Linked DNA regions of Anas platyrhynchos: region 2 is linked to region 1. Evidence: chromatin contacts called from public Hi-C data. All regions are on one chromosome and are shown on one strand. Each heading gives the region's core, a stretch centred on a gene start, on an enhancer-like site or on the middle of the called end of the contact. The rest is flanking DNA. Distances are from core to core; before and after follow the strand shown.

Region 1 (6,439 bases), core at 2,261-4,760:
GAAGAGATTCTGTGTAATCATAGCAAGAATGTCTCTAAACAGAAGTACTGGGAGAAGCCCACCTAAAAGTATGAGTATTCGCCCAGCAAATTGGGTGCTGATTGTTATTAGGCTGCTCCAGAGCTGTGGAAGGTGGTGCAGACTGCAGGGCAGGCATGGGGACGGAGTCGTGCAACTTGCAACTGAAGGCAGGAATGCAGAAAAACCTTGGGGGAAGCAGCTGCTGCCACAGCTGGGTCCAAAACCTGAACTATTTTATTTCCAAGCAAGTATTTTCCTAGCATTTCATGTTAGGGAACACCCTATACAGAATAATTAAAGATTATCTCGTCTGTTTTATGGATCAGGAATACTGGAACAGACATTTTTGTAATGACTTGTAGCTGTGGGATACCTGTGTGGAACCCAGTAAAAAAAGCCTGCCCAGCAAGCTCGTTTGAAAGCAGTGTTATGGCATATACAGAAAGAATTAACTTGTACACTGTCGTTACATATATTTCACAATATTTCTTCACCTGAGCATAAAACATTTTCTCAGGCATATTTTCTCCAAAATTGCAAAGGCTGACAGGTCAATGGGTGGAACTGCTGCAGATCTAGAAAACTTCCATATGAGAATAAGAAAACAGAAAATGTTTAGTAAAGAAAAAAAGGGTACAATTGATATAATACAGGTTTAACTAAGCAATGAATAATAAAAAGAAAGTAAATCAAACATCCTTATTTACTTCTTATCGTAGAAGAATGAGGTATCACTTGAACTGAAAGCAGCAAATTCAAAATGAATACAAGGAACATAATATTTCACATAGCATAGGAACATAATGTAATATTAATGTAACAAGGAACACAATATTTCACATTACAACTAACTGACTACAACTCACTGCTGTCAGAATGTTGCAGAACCAAGGGCTTAATAGAAATAAAAATAGTTGCTTATAGGAATGACCAGAATGCCCACAGGTAACGAAAAACCAGAACCTGTGTGTAAGGGGATAAGCCAGGAGCTGTATCTGCAGTGGTAGGAAGAAATTTCAGCTATTGCAACATAGCTACAAGTTGTGAGGTCTCCTACATCTTGTAAAACTCACGATGCTGGACTGAATGGCCAGTGCTGTGACCCTGCACTTCGTGGGGGCAGCATCCTCCCTCCACAAGTAGACTCACCACCAGAATGTTAACGCCTCACTTGCACTGAATTTGCTCTCCTCATGCGTATCACAATACTATGGCTCATTGTCTCCAAGCAGAAGTTCATTCCAAACTTCTGATCATATCATTAAAAAATAAATTATATTAAGAGCTAAGCCTCAATTTTCAATTTTGTTTCATCCCATGGTCTCAGATTTTCTTTTTTATGACCAGTGTAAAAAGATTTTAAATTGTAATCTACCCCTTGACATATATTGTACTGTAAGTTTTAATCAAGACTCCCAGAGGAAAAGAAAATCTAATACTACCCTCAATCACTTCACTTTTTTTTTAACTAAGCAGTAATATTTAACGTCTGCTTTCCACAAACCTGTATTTCATTTATTCCAGATACTTTCCAATCTGTGTATATCACTTAAATATGTCACAGTTACCCGCGAGTATTATTTACCACAAGTGTTTTTTCAGAATGATTAACACCATTTTGTATGTTCCCATTATGCCTCCATGTACAACTCTACAACCTCCAATGGGTTTGAAGTAGCTTATTAGACCTTCCCTGTGCTTCAAGACACTGCTTTTCTTTGTACTGCTTTTTATTTCTAAGCTTTCATGAGCCTTATATTTCAAAATCTTCCAATTTCTGGTGCATTTTTGAGGGGGGCAGGAGAGGAAGTGGGTTCTAACCCATTATCTTTTTTTTTACATCCTATTTTACTTTGCAGCTGTAAATTAATCTCTTCCTCTTGAGACTGTGTTGCCACAACCTCAGCCATACTTCTGAAGAACTTTGCTAAAATTTGGAATGACAGAATAGCAATGTCATCAAAAGGCCATCACTCCTGGCAGCACATGCAGACTCTTCGAATGTGCAACAAAATTGTGGGACTTTAATGACAGGTGAAACAGAGCTTTCACAGACTAAAACATTTCTGTAGGGCAGATCCCAATGGCAAAGTCTAAAATGGGGTTAATCGTCATTCTGGAAAAAAGACTACTTGGATTTGCTTGGAATTGTAGTCTAGAAGTAGACAGCATTTTGCTTGCAAGAGGCTCACACTTCCCAGTGTAAATAGCTCTTATAAACCAAATACGATCCACACAGGTAAACTGGCCCTGTCCATTCCTGCTATCAGCATATTGTTGTCATTTATGTCACAGCAAGGCTCAAAGTATTCTGCAGGTTGTAAGGACAGAAAAATATAACTGCTCTAACCTCAAAAGTTAATGTACAAAGGGCTATGTGAAAATGAAGCAGCAGTAAGTCACTGATAGACAGACATATGTTAGCATTTCCTCACTTTGACCTTTGGATTTTTCCTTAATAAATATTCTGGTATTTATATCACGGATTATCTAGTTAGCATCTCACTAATTAATTTGAAGACAACACAAATATTGTGATCAGTAGGCCACTACTGTTTCCAACACTAAAAATTCTGGAAGTCTCCAAATGAAATTACAAAATACGAGTCCAGTTCTTAATGCATTCATTTCTGGAAGCAAAAATACATTATTCTCCAGGAGAGTAGTACCAGATTATTCAGCATTCGCCATTATATATAAGATGCTATATTTCCAAGTGCTTATATTTTTCAGTCTGGGCATTTACGACAAACCAAGCTTTTTATGTTCTTTTTTATTCAAGGCAAAATGGTTCACTGGTTTCTAAGAACAATGCTAGCAAAAAATGACCAGGAAACCTCTATTGCTCCATGTTTTGGGGCAAGTAGAAAACTTGATCAGAGTAGCCTCTGCGTCAACGATCTGGCTTTAGCCACTCGAATCCATTTGAGTTGGTCTTATAAAATATTGTAAATGTTTGAAAATCTGCCATTTGCACATCTTAGGGAAGATTTATTAGGGTTAATGCTGGGCTTCTCTGAGGATGCCACCTTCTCTACCACTGCTGGAGCTGCAAGCACACAGATAGCCCCACAGCTCACGAGCAACTAGTGCCAGTTTATAAGGGACATCGTCTCCATCCTGGCTACTCAATCCCATCCCACCCACCCTGCATCAAGAAGGTCATGTGGCAAACTGGATGTATTCACTTATTTGGGTTACAAAATTCCCAACCAAAACAGGCAGAGAGGAAGAAAATGTTTTTTCATCCATGCTCACTGATCCGGTTTGCCACAGAGAGGCCGGGGTGGGAATACGCTGAAATTGCAAGGAGGGAGAACTCCCTAGGCCAGCAGCGAGGCAAAGAAGGACACATGGAGCTGCAGGCTCAGACTCAGAAGGACTCAGAAGGACTTTTATTGCAGGGGTTGCCCTAGTCCCTCTAACTGGCCGAGACTGGGAACTGAAACATGGAAGGAAATGAGGGCTGGAGTTTCACTGACATTTCTTCTAGTCACCAGTTTATGCAACCCCTCATCACCAGTTTCCTGCCAAGCCTTTAGTTGCACCAGTCCAAATTGGCAGAGGGTTTCCCCGTGCCAGTGGGGCCACACGGATAACAGTACCAGCACCACAGCAGAGGGCTGGGACAAACAGAAGACAAGAAGAGAGGGCAGCAGCTGATTTAATCCAGCAGTGCCCACAAGAAAGGATCACAAAACTCTGCATGAGAATCACAGAATCACAGAATGCTTTGAGTTGGAAGGGATCTCAAAGATCATCTAATTTCAAGCCCCTGCCATGGCAGGGACACCTCACACCAGATCAGGTTGTCCAGGCCCCATCCAACCCAGCCTTGAACACTTCCAGGGGCAGGGCTTCTCTGGACAACCTGTTCCAGTGCCTCACCACCCTCATAGTACAGAATTTCTTCCAAATATCTAATCTAAATCTTCCTTTTTTTGTTTAAAATGAAGTTACTACACTTCTTGACACAGAATCCCTCCCCAGCTCTCCTGTAGGCCTACTTTAGGCACTGGCAGGCCTCTGTGATGTCTCCCTAGAGCCTTCTCCAAATTTCTTCTGTGTCCTTCTCTTGTGCTGGTGGTCCCAGACCTGAACTCCAGAATCAATTTTATGCTGTTTAGTACAAGTGCTGTTTTACAGAAAAGTTTCTTTTTTTTTTTTTTTCTTCTTTTTTTTTTTTTCTAAGGCAATGAGAAAGAAGCCACACCAGTGAGGAAGGAAATGAGAAAACTGGGACAAGGAATCATGTATGTCTGGACTCAGACAAGTGAAAGAAAACACATGATCTCCTTCCTTTGGGCTGTGGCAAGCTATTTATGTTGGCCCAGTTGCCTAGGAAGTGACAGCCTATGACTGGGAGGAAGAGGAAATGGGCAGTCTGGTAAGAAAGGCCAAGAAGGACACAGGGAGGGAGACACAGACGCTGGGCAAAGAGCAGGAGGAATGGAGGCAGGCATTCTGCTGGCAGAGAAATTAAAACTTGGAAAAGGGGGGTCCAGCCCAAGCATGAGACAAGCCTGGGAAGCAATCACTTTGGAGGGAACACAGAAGAAGCCATGTTGTTTGGAAAGACAGGCAAAAGAGTCTGTGTTCACTGGGGGCAACTCTTCCCAACAGCACAGCCTGGAACCCAGCATCCTGAGCCTCTGCTGGTCCTCAGCAACTGCCAGGCAGTATTCTTAAGTCATTGAACATCACAGTGATAAAGAGCCCATACAGAAATTACGACTTGTGTCATACCATAGTTGGAATAATGTACAGCAAAAAAGGCCTGCCGCTCTAACTTGAACAAAAGGGAGAAAACAAATGACTGAATGCATACTTATTAGCAGCATTCATTAACAGCGTTGATCCTTTGCATCTTTTAAAGAGTCTAGATCATTGCATTGGGGTTCATCTTGAATGACCCCAGATCTAATGGGCAAGGACTATGTAATGGCCTACTTGATGACTGAGGCAGAATATACACAGATAAAGAGGCTGAACTAAGTTTGTACATGTAATGCTGCTTCTTGCATTTCTTCAGAGAGTACCTCACAACCCACTAGAGTAAGCAGATTTAGAGCCACAATTTCTAATATCTATTTCAGCCAAAACAAAGTATCTAGGCCAAAAATCCTCTCCCCATCACCCAGGTGAATGTTTTAAAAGTTGACTATAATTTATTGTACATCTTCAACTACCAGTCTACAATTTGCTTATGGACATTTAATTTTAATATGCACTGGATGCAAGATTTCCAGCTAGATCCCTGAGGCCAAAGTTGGTCACGACTCCCTTCAAAAAAGTCACCTCCAAGAATTTTACCACAGGGACATATTCAACCCAATCAATTTTTTCAAGTCCCAGTAAGAATAATTGTTTTTTAGGAGGAACAACTTAGCTGTTCACCCATAGCACTCAGAGTAGATTCAAGTAATAATAAATAACATTATAAATGAGGAAACCCATGTCCAGCCTGCTGAATCACACCGCCTCCCTAAACCACACTGAAATGAGAGCTGCTGGGAAGGTGTCCTTTAAATTTCTGTAGGAGTCGTGATAAGAAGCAAACAGGGAGCATGGTTTTATCTGATTAACTCTTTCCATGGTTGTGTAAGGTGTTTACGCTCGTGTAAACAATTGCTGCAACCTGCCTAAAGTTTCATCAAAAGTATTACCTTGGGCAACAAACTATACCGGTGCATATTTATATTTCTGATGGGAAAGGATATAAGCATGTGAATTCAGACCTATTGAGAAAATGTACCACTGGCTTGTTCCAAAAGTTGTCTAAAACTTTCAGTGAGCATACCTGGAAAGTCATGCACTTACATACACCCCTACTCCAAGTAAAATATCTGAGCTTCTTCCAGCTTTGTTCTTTCTGTTCCTATGTCCACTTAGCCTGAAGAAAGGAGTATTTCATATTAAAATAGTTATCCATGTATGGTAGCGAAGACAACAGACTTTCTACTACAGAAACTACACTGATCTTTGTTTATGACAACAAGGTGCTGTGCTGTCAAGATGAAAACAGGTAAATCCTGATCCAACAGGAAAAGGACCATCTCCCAGAGGAGGGGCTCATGTCTAGTAAACACAGCCTGCATGTACTACCAAAGATTGGGAAACCATGCAAAAATTATACCTAGTTTTACATTTGAGCTGTTCTTCACAGTAACTCTGCCTTAAAAAGAGGAAAGAAGTTTTAAGGACAGTCTGAATTTAAGCTTTTTGTCATGCAAAATGAATACACTCAGTAGTGACATGACTTATTTATGTACCTGCAGGGTATTCCTTGGAAATTACATAGCAACTTATGCAAGCAATGGGAACATTACTAGTATAACACCATGTCATCTCTTTATAACAATGTAAATGCCTCAGATCACCACAGTATTTGATAACATCACAAAGATAAATGTTTCAT
Region 2 (6,439 bases), core at 2,092-4,591, 50 kb before region 1:
TGTATTTTACCTTCTGTTTATTTATTATTCACCTTTCTCCAGTGCATAAAGCTCCTATGGTGATGCATCAGGCAGACCTGGTGGGCAGCCCGTGTCCCAGAGCTGGAAACGTTAGTCTGAGACAGGAGATGAGAGACGATAGATGGAGCCAGAGAGACAAAGAAGTACAAGGAGATAATTAGACCAAATCCATCAGTGCAACTGGCCATGGTCTAGGTGCATTAACATAATGGCAGAAGAGTGTAAGGAGGCTCTCCTGAGGTGTCTGTGACACAGTGCTGAAATATTACCTTTGATACCCTACAACTAAGGAACATCATTTTAAACAATCTAATTGTAGGAGTAATTTTTGAACACTTTGGTGGTTCTTTGCTCAATTTAGCACTCTGTTAGCTCTCCATGGTTTATCAGCCTGAAGCCTGGCTTACATCTAGCATGCTTCCCCGTGGTAGAAGCAAACATTGACCTTCCAAAAAGTTGTATTGAAGGGAGACATCAGCCCTTCATGCAGCTATAGCACAACACGGAGCTGCAAGTTTTTGTGGGCAGAGGTATCGCAGTGTTGCTGTGTGAACTGTCCAATACTGTATGCTGACTGGCTCTGTCATGTAACTTTTTTCCCCTACAGTGATGATATTTTGTCACTTAAACAACCAGGACACATGGTGGCATCCTTGAATTTGGTTATTTTGCATAGCTGAATGCAGGGCTATACTGCAGTGAGAGATCTGGGGAATATGAGCCTGTCCTGAGCATTTATTCCCTCTTTTCTCAGCCAAGATTTAACCAATGATGCTGTCAGTGGCAGTCGGTGAACACAGCTTATGGGTCAGCACTCCCATGAACTGCCTGAAGCTGGATCAGGTCTGCATGGGGTGACCACTGCTCAGGGGCACTGGCTCCTGCTGGGGAAAGTCTGTAGGTAAAATGAATGACAAAGGGTGAAAAACATTCCTGGTCAGCACTCCCCTCTAATGACTCCTGGCAAGTGATCCTAGGCTGCCTCTGACTCATACTGAATCCAGTCCATTCTCAACAAAAGCCTTTTAGTGATGAACATAATTAAATCAGGAAAACTGGGATGAAATGAGATCTGGATCATAAAGCTGGGAAATGGCTGGCAATTTATAAGCTCTTTTGGGGTCCCCAATCCTGTGTGTTCTCCCATGAAACCAAGAGGGGCTGGGCTTTTACTTGGTGATGCCGACTGTGTCCTGCAGCAAGAGCCAGAGTACTGCTGCATGTATTGATTCACCTAAGCGATTTCTGACTTTTGGAAATTACATTGAGCTCTGAGAGCAGCAACTTTGGCAAGCCATGAACAGACCAACAATGGGATGAAAAGCCTCTGAACTGCAAAAACAACCTCACTCGCACCTTCTCCATTTCTTCTGTTTTTGCAGAAGTGCCTCCCTCTGTGAGCTTTTGCAATTACCTCTCATTAGCCATTGACAATAAAGGAAGAGAAGGCATAAATTAGAAGCATGAATCATGTCCCAATTTAGCCTGTCTCTTCTGCTAATAAAAAGCAAATGCTCCTCAGATACTCCTCTGCTTTAAGGCTGGGAAGGGAGGCAGCAGGAGGAATGAGGCAAAGCTGAACCATGCAGACTTTTGCAATGAAATTATTTAAGGGAAAATTGAAACAAAAGAATTATCAATTAAAATTCTATTCTGTCTCTGGTTTGTATCAGGTATGTGCCTGAACTTGCCTCTCATTCCCAAACATGTGGGAGGAAAGCTTGGTTTCTGGTGACATATCTACATCTCAGTTGACTGTGTGGCTCTGCAGATTGTGGTTAAGCAAATTTTATATAATCTGCATTTTACAGGTGAATGCCCTCATACAGATCATGGGACGGTCTGTATGAGATTATTGCAGTAGCACAAAACTCACCTGTAAAACCTGTGGGTTCCTTCTGGCCCTAACCTCCTGAGTCTGCAGGATTGACAAGAGCATTATTATTTTGGAGGGTTTTGAGCAGCGTAATGATGGAATAAGTAGGCAGAACAAATGGACTCTTAAATATCCAGTGAGAATCTAGAGATCAAAACAACATCAGCTCCATTAATTCTTTTTCTCAGAACAACAGAGGTAATGGGGATTAAGATTAGGCTGTAATGCTCAGTTGATGGTAGAAAGCCAACACTTGTGAGAATACACAGGTGTTTCAAGGAGATCACACTTAAAGAAAAAGTGATGGTATCTTAGCAGAAATAAAGCAAGCACGTGGGCACAAGAAAATAATCCAAATTATTTCCTCTGGAAGAGAGATCAAACCCCACTCTTATTTGATCGCAATCTTTCCTGTAAACTTTCTGTAGTGCTATAATACATTTATGGTGAAATGTTTTTTTCTGGATAAGATGCTTACAAGTAGCATTTGGCTGAGTTATGACAGTGCTTTCAGTTTACATAAAGTTGCAAAATTCAAACAGGTCAAACCTACATCACGGGAAGAAGCAGGGATTAGTGAAAACAAATGTGTACTAACAGAACACAGATTAAATATTGATGACTCCCAAATTTCCACATGGTAGTGAAACAACCTTTGGTACTCAGACAGAATAACAACAAGGCTACTTACTTGGAAACAACTTTGCAAGAACTCAGTGAAGATTTGTTGCAAAAAAGACTTAAAACTTCATCAGCTAGCTGTTGCACCATTATGTTATTACTTTTCAGGAGAGGAAAAAAAGCAAGGCACTACAGAGCGTGCTTGCTAAGCTGTTCTATTTCTCTTATGTTGCTGCTAATGTATCAGAAGAATTTCTCATTTGAGTATGTGCTAAAAATTTAGCCTCTGGAAACATGTCATGGCACAATTCCTTGCTTTCCAACACCCAGCAATCCCAAAGTGTGCTGAGAGATGTGGGCAGTGGTGTGTGGTGAGCAGGTGGGGGGCACAGCAGGGAGGAAAGGTGATGTGTAGAAGACTGTTATCCCCTGTTTTTCCAGCAAAGTCCAACCAAAGCCCCAGCAATGCCCTGCCTGACACGATTGCAACAAAGCAGCAGAATTTGCCCAGAATAAGCAATGAAACTTAAGCAAGAGTTTTGAGGTATAATTAGCAGCATTTTGAGAAAGTGTCCGTACCCTGCCCCCAAAGGCCAAAGCAGTTCCTCTCTTCGAAGAGAGGCAAAAATCAGGCAAACCAAGAAAAGTGGCTTTCAGATAGTGTATCTTTGCCCCCTATCTTCTATGCAGAAAATATACCAAAGCTGAAGTAACCCAAAAAAGGCAGTTTCTGGATACCAAAAGGCCAGCCCTGCCCTGGTGTTCCCCAGCTGTGCAAACACCAGCCACGCAGGCAGCTGCTGCTGAGAGGAAAGGAAGTGAAGTTGTGAAAGCTGGAGTCTTCTCTGGGGACTTTTCTCATCCAAAGACCCTTCTCTTTGCTGGAAACCTTCCCTTTGACTCCATCTGCCTCTGGATCTGGCCTTCCTGGTGTTCTGAAGGCTCCTGAGAGCCTTGGCAGGGAAACCTCACCAGGGATGAGACTTTCCTGCTGCACAGCTGGTGGAAGAGGAGCCCTGTGGTAACTGCAGGGTGATAACAAGCAGAACAATTCAGGTTAAACATCCACAAATCCACATGGCTAACACAGCCCAGGCCAGCAGCACCAGATAATGAAAGTTATTATATGAAATGCAGCCCTTATTTTAGAAGTTAATGCTCGTCTTTATCTACTCTAAGTTCTTTCTGTGAAAACTGTAAATGCTCCGTCCTTTCCAGAGCCACTTCAGGCCTGCTGCACGGAGCACATAATACGCTGATAGTTAAGATTTTGTTCAATTTTATACTTGAAAGGCTGAGTCCTCAGCTCTAATCTGCTGAAGCCTGCCGCTTCTGGGGGTGAGACCATGCAGTGAGCTCTGACGTTAGAAACCAGCAAAAGCTGCCTGGATGCTTGGGGAGCTAAGTGCTGGTGCTGAATGCCCAGGCAGATTTTTAGGAAGGGGCTAGAGAAACGTCTGTGAAGTATTTTTGGTAGCACCAGTTCTGCCATGGGGCAGTTGTTCTCTTAGGAGCCCTGTGCTCCTTTCCCTTGTTCTGCTTTCATTTCTTGTCTGGGTCCTGGGAGCCTGGTGTTTTCTGCTTCCCATCTGTGCCAGTTCTTAGAAACAAGCATCAGATCTCATGGTATCTTTGGGACCCCACATTACTGCATGAGGGCTCCTGCAACCCTTCAGACCTTGCAGACCCGTGGGTTGTCCTGCTGTGGAGAAGAAGCCATCCTTCTCAACCGAGAGGCAACAGCGTCAGCTGGGCTGTAAAACAAGCCACATGTTTCTCCCCATTCAGAAATTGTACAAGAATTCCCAAGCTAGCTTATTAACCAATAAATACTAATATCATCACCTGTCATGGGAAAAGAGGAGGAGGCTGGAAAATGATCTTCTGGGAAATACAAGAGCCTGCGCCACGTGAGTGGAGTCAGATGTGTGGATCCAGCAGGCTAATTTTATTTCCTTTGTTATGATAGTTAAAAAGCATAACAAAATCCCTGCTAAAATCAACCATTTTTGGATCCTTCAAAGTAACAGATTTCAATCTTAAATTGTGCTGGATCTTCTTTTGGAACAGGGATGGTTGTTTCTGGAAGTGCTACAGGAACTCGCCCCAGGCAGGTGCTCTCTCTTCCAGTCCTTAGTCACAGCCATAGAGCACTGCAGCTTGTTCTTGTAAAGTATGCAGGGACAAAATTTGCCAGGCTGGAAAACATCCATCCCACAGAAAAGGGAGTTTAATATTCACTGAGTGCCATTCATCAACTCTGAAGTCCCCACTTTTGGAGATTAATTGATTCATTCCTTCCGTTGCCCAGGACAAGTGCTGCGGACTCCTTGCGCTCTCTAGGCTGCACATCCCACTCAGCAGGCATTAGCATGCCAGCAGGGTTTATCTTCTTACCTTCCCCCAGTAGATAACCTTCAGCCAGTCGGGAAGAGGGCCTGGGAACAGGGGGAGCAGGAACAAGGCAGCCAGAAGCTTCCTATGGACTCTGGATGTGGCAGAGACATGGACGCTTCTCCATCATCCCTAGGAAAAAGATTTCCTATCCTATTTCTATCTATGTTCATATAAAAGAAGGGCACAAACCCCAAATGTCTGCAAATAAGCAAGGTTAAGCTCAATATAAAATTAGGGAGGATTAAAAAAAGAAAAAGTAATAATGACTTGGATACTGGCATCGGCATCCACACACGTACTGAGAGAAGGATGTTTTGTCTGTGCATACCCCTGGGGCTATTCATCTGCTGGGAAACATTTTCTCCTGCAAGCTGGAAATGGTTTGAAATGCCTTCAGGATCGCAGCCAGCTCCCCAGCTTCTGCTCCCCCTCCTTGCTGTCCCTCTGGGCTGTCCTTCCAGAGGAGAAATGCAGAGGGAGGGGAAGCTGCTCCTGCTGCCTCCCATGGCCACGGCCCCCAGGTGTTAGCTCTGGCTCCCTGGGACAGTTGCTGGGTGCACCAGTGGCATCTCCTGCTCGCTGTACCCATTAGCAAGAAGTTCGTGTGGCTGTTAGCACTTCTGGGGGAAAATGTTAATATTTGCATGCTCTACCAGGCTGATCAAGCCTCTAACGCTCAGCAGGTGGGAGAAGAAATGAGAGGAGACAGGAAAAAATGATTCGGAGACCTCAGAACAGTGAATCTTCCCATCAGTGGTCTCTGGACCAGAGATTCTTTGTAGCTGGCCTGGCACAGAGACTTGAAACCAGCCAGCTGGGGATCATAACCATCTCTACAGCACCAGGACGGCAGCTCTGCTCATGTTTTGGAGGGGATGCACACAGAGATGCAGAAAACATGGCACCATAAGGCTCCTTAGCAGCTTTTACAAACTGAGGGCATTTAAAGCAGTCTGAGGTTTGCTTTGTTTTGTACTGGTGGCAGATTTGGCCTTTAGCCTGTGCCAGAATCAGGAAGAGTGGAAAAAAAGTCTCTGGTTTGTCTTTGCCTTCCTACGATACCTCCACCGAACAGCTCTTTACTCCGTTAAATCCAATTTCCTCAGTACTATTTCTGGTATAAAAGTAAAGGGTCATTGAAGTTACACTGATTGCAAAACCAGTGTAAAAGTGAGGAAAATTAAGCCTGTTCATCTCTTAGCCGGTGTGTAATTTTTAGCCGGAGCGAGCATATTGCCACAAACTTGTCAGCAAACAAAATGAACAGCGATCAGAAATACCTGGGGAGAATGTGCTTACTGGCGTGTGAAATGCCTCGGCCGTCACTCAAGCAATCCTTGCAGCTCCAAGGACAAACGAGCAGCGGCTGTGCGGTTGCATTTCAGGACACGAGCCCATGTTGAGCTGTTCCTTCAGCTGCTTTTTCATCTTGCTGATGGCATGTGTGAGCGGTCTGCACCTCCCCAGGGGTGCCGGGGGGATGTTCTCCCCCTTCGCCCAGCACAGCCTCAGGCCAAGTAAATC

The links. Hi-C and Micro-C count contacts between places; a contact is called where the count stands out from the background.
Region 2: a Hi-C map of subcutaneous adipose tissue shows a contact between it and region 1, with 1.9 times the contacts expected there. The contact joins two enhancer-like sites. A contact is called at or near these places in 4 of 8 Hi-C or Micro-C datasets (F1 follicle, liver, skeletal muscle and 1 more).

Annotation. Positions count from the first base shown.
Region 1 is chr11:16,750,577-16,757,015 of IASCAAS_PekinDuck_T2T, reverse strand. The region is part of intron 2 of MTHFS (methenyltetrahydrofolate synthetase); the gene reads right to left. Among named protein-coding and RNA genes, the nearest start is that of MTHFS, 9.3 kb to the right of the region's middle. Within about 2 kb of position 3,510, at least 1 of the 8 cell types and tissues checked has an H3K27ac peak or open chromatin away from gene starts, as enhancers often do. A contact at or near this core is called in subcutaneous adipose tissue, where this site is marked.
Region 2 is chr11:16,800,368-16,806,806 of IASCAAS_PekinDuck_T2T, reverse strand. The region is part of intron 2 of LOC106019399 (a long non-coding RNA gene); the gene reads left to right. Among named protein-coding and RNA genes, the nearest start is that of MTHFS, 59 kb to the right of the region's middle. Within about 2 kb of position 3,341, at least 1 of the 8 cell types and tissues checked has an H3K27ac peak or open chromatin away from gene starts, as enhancers often do. A contact at or near this core is called in subcutaneous adipose tissue, where this site is marked.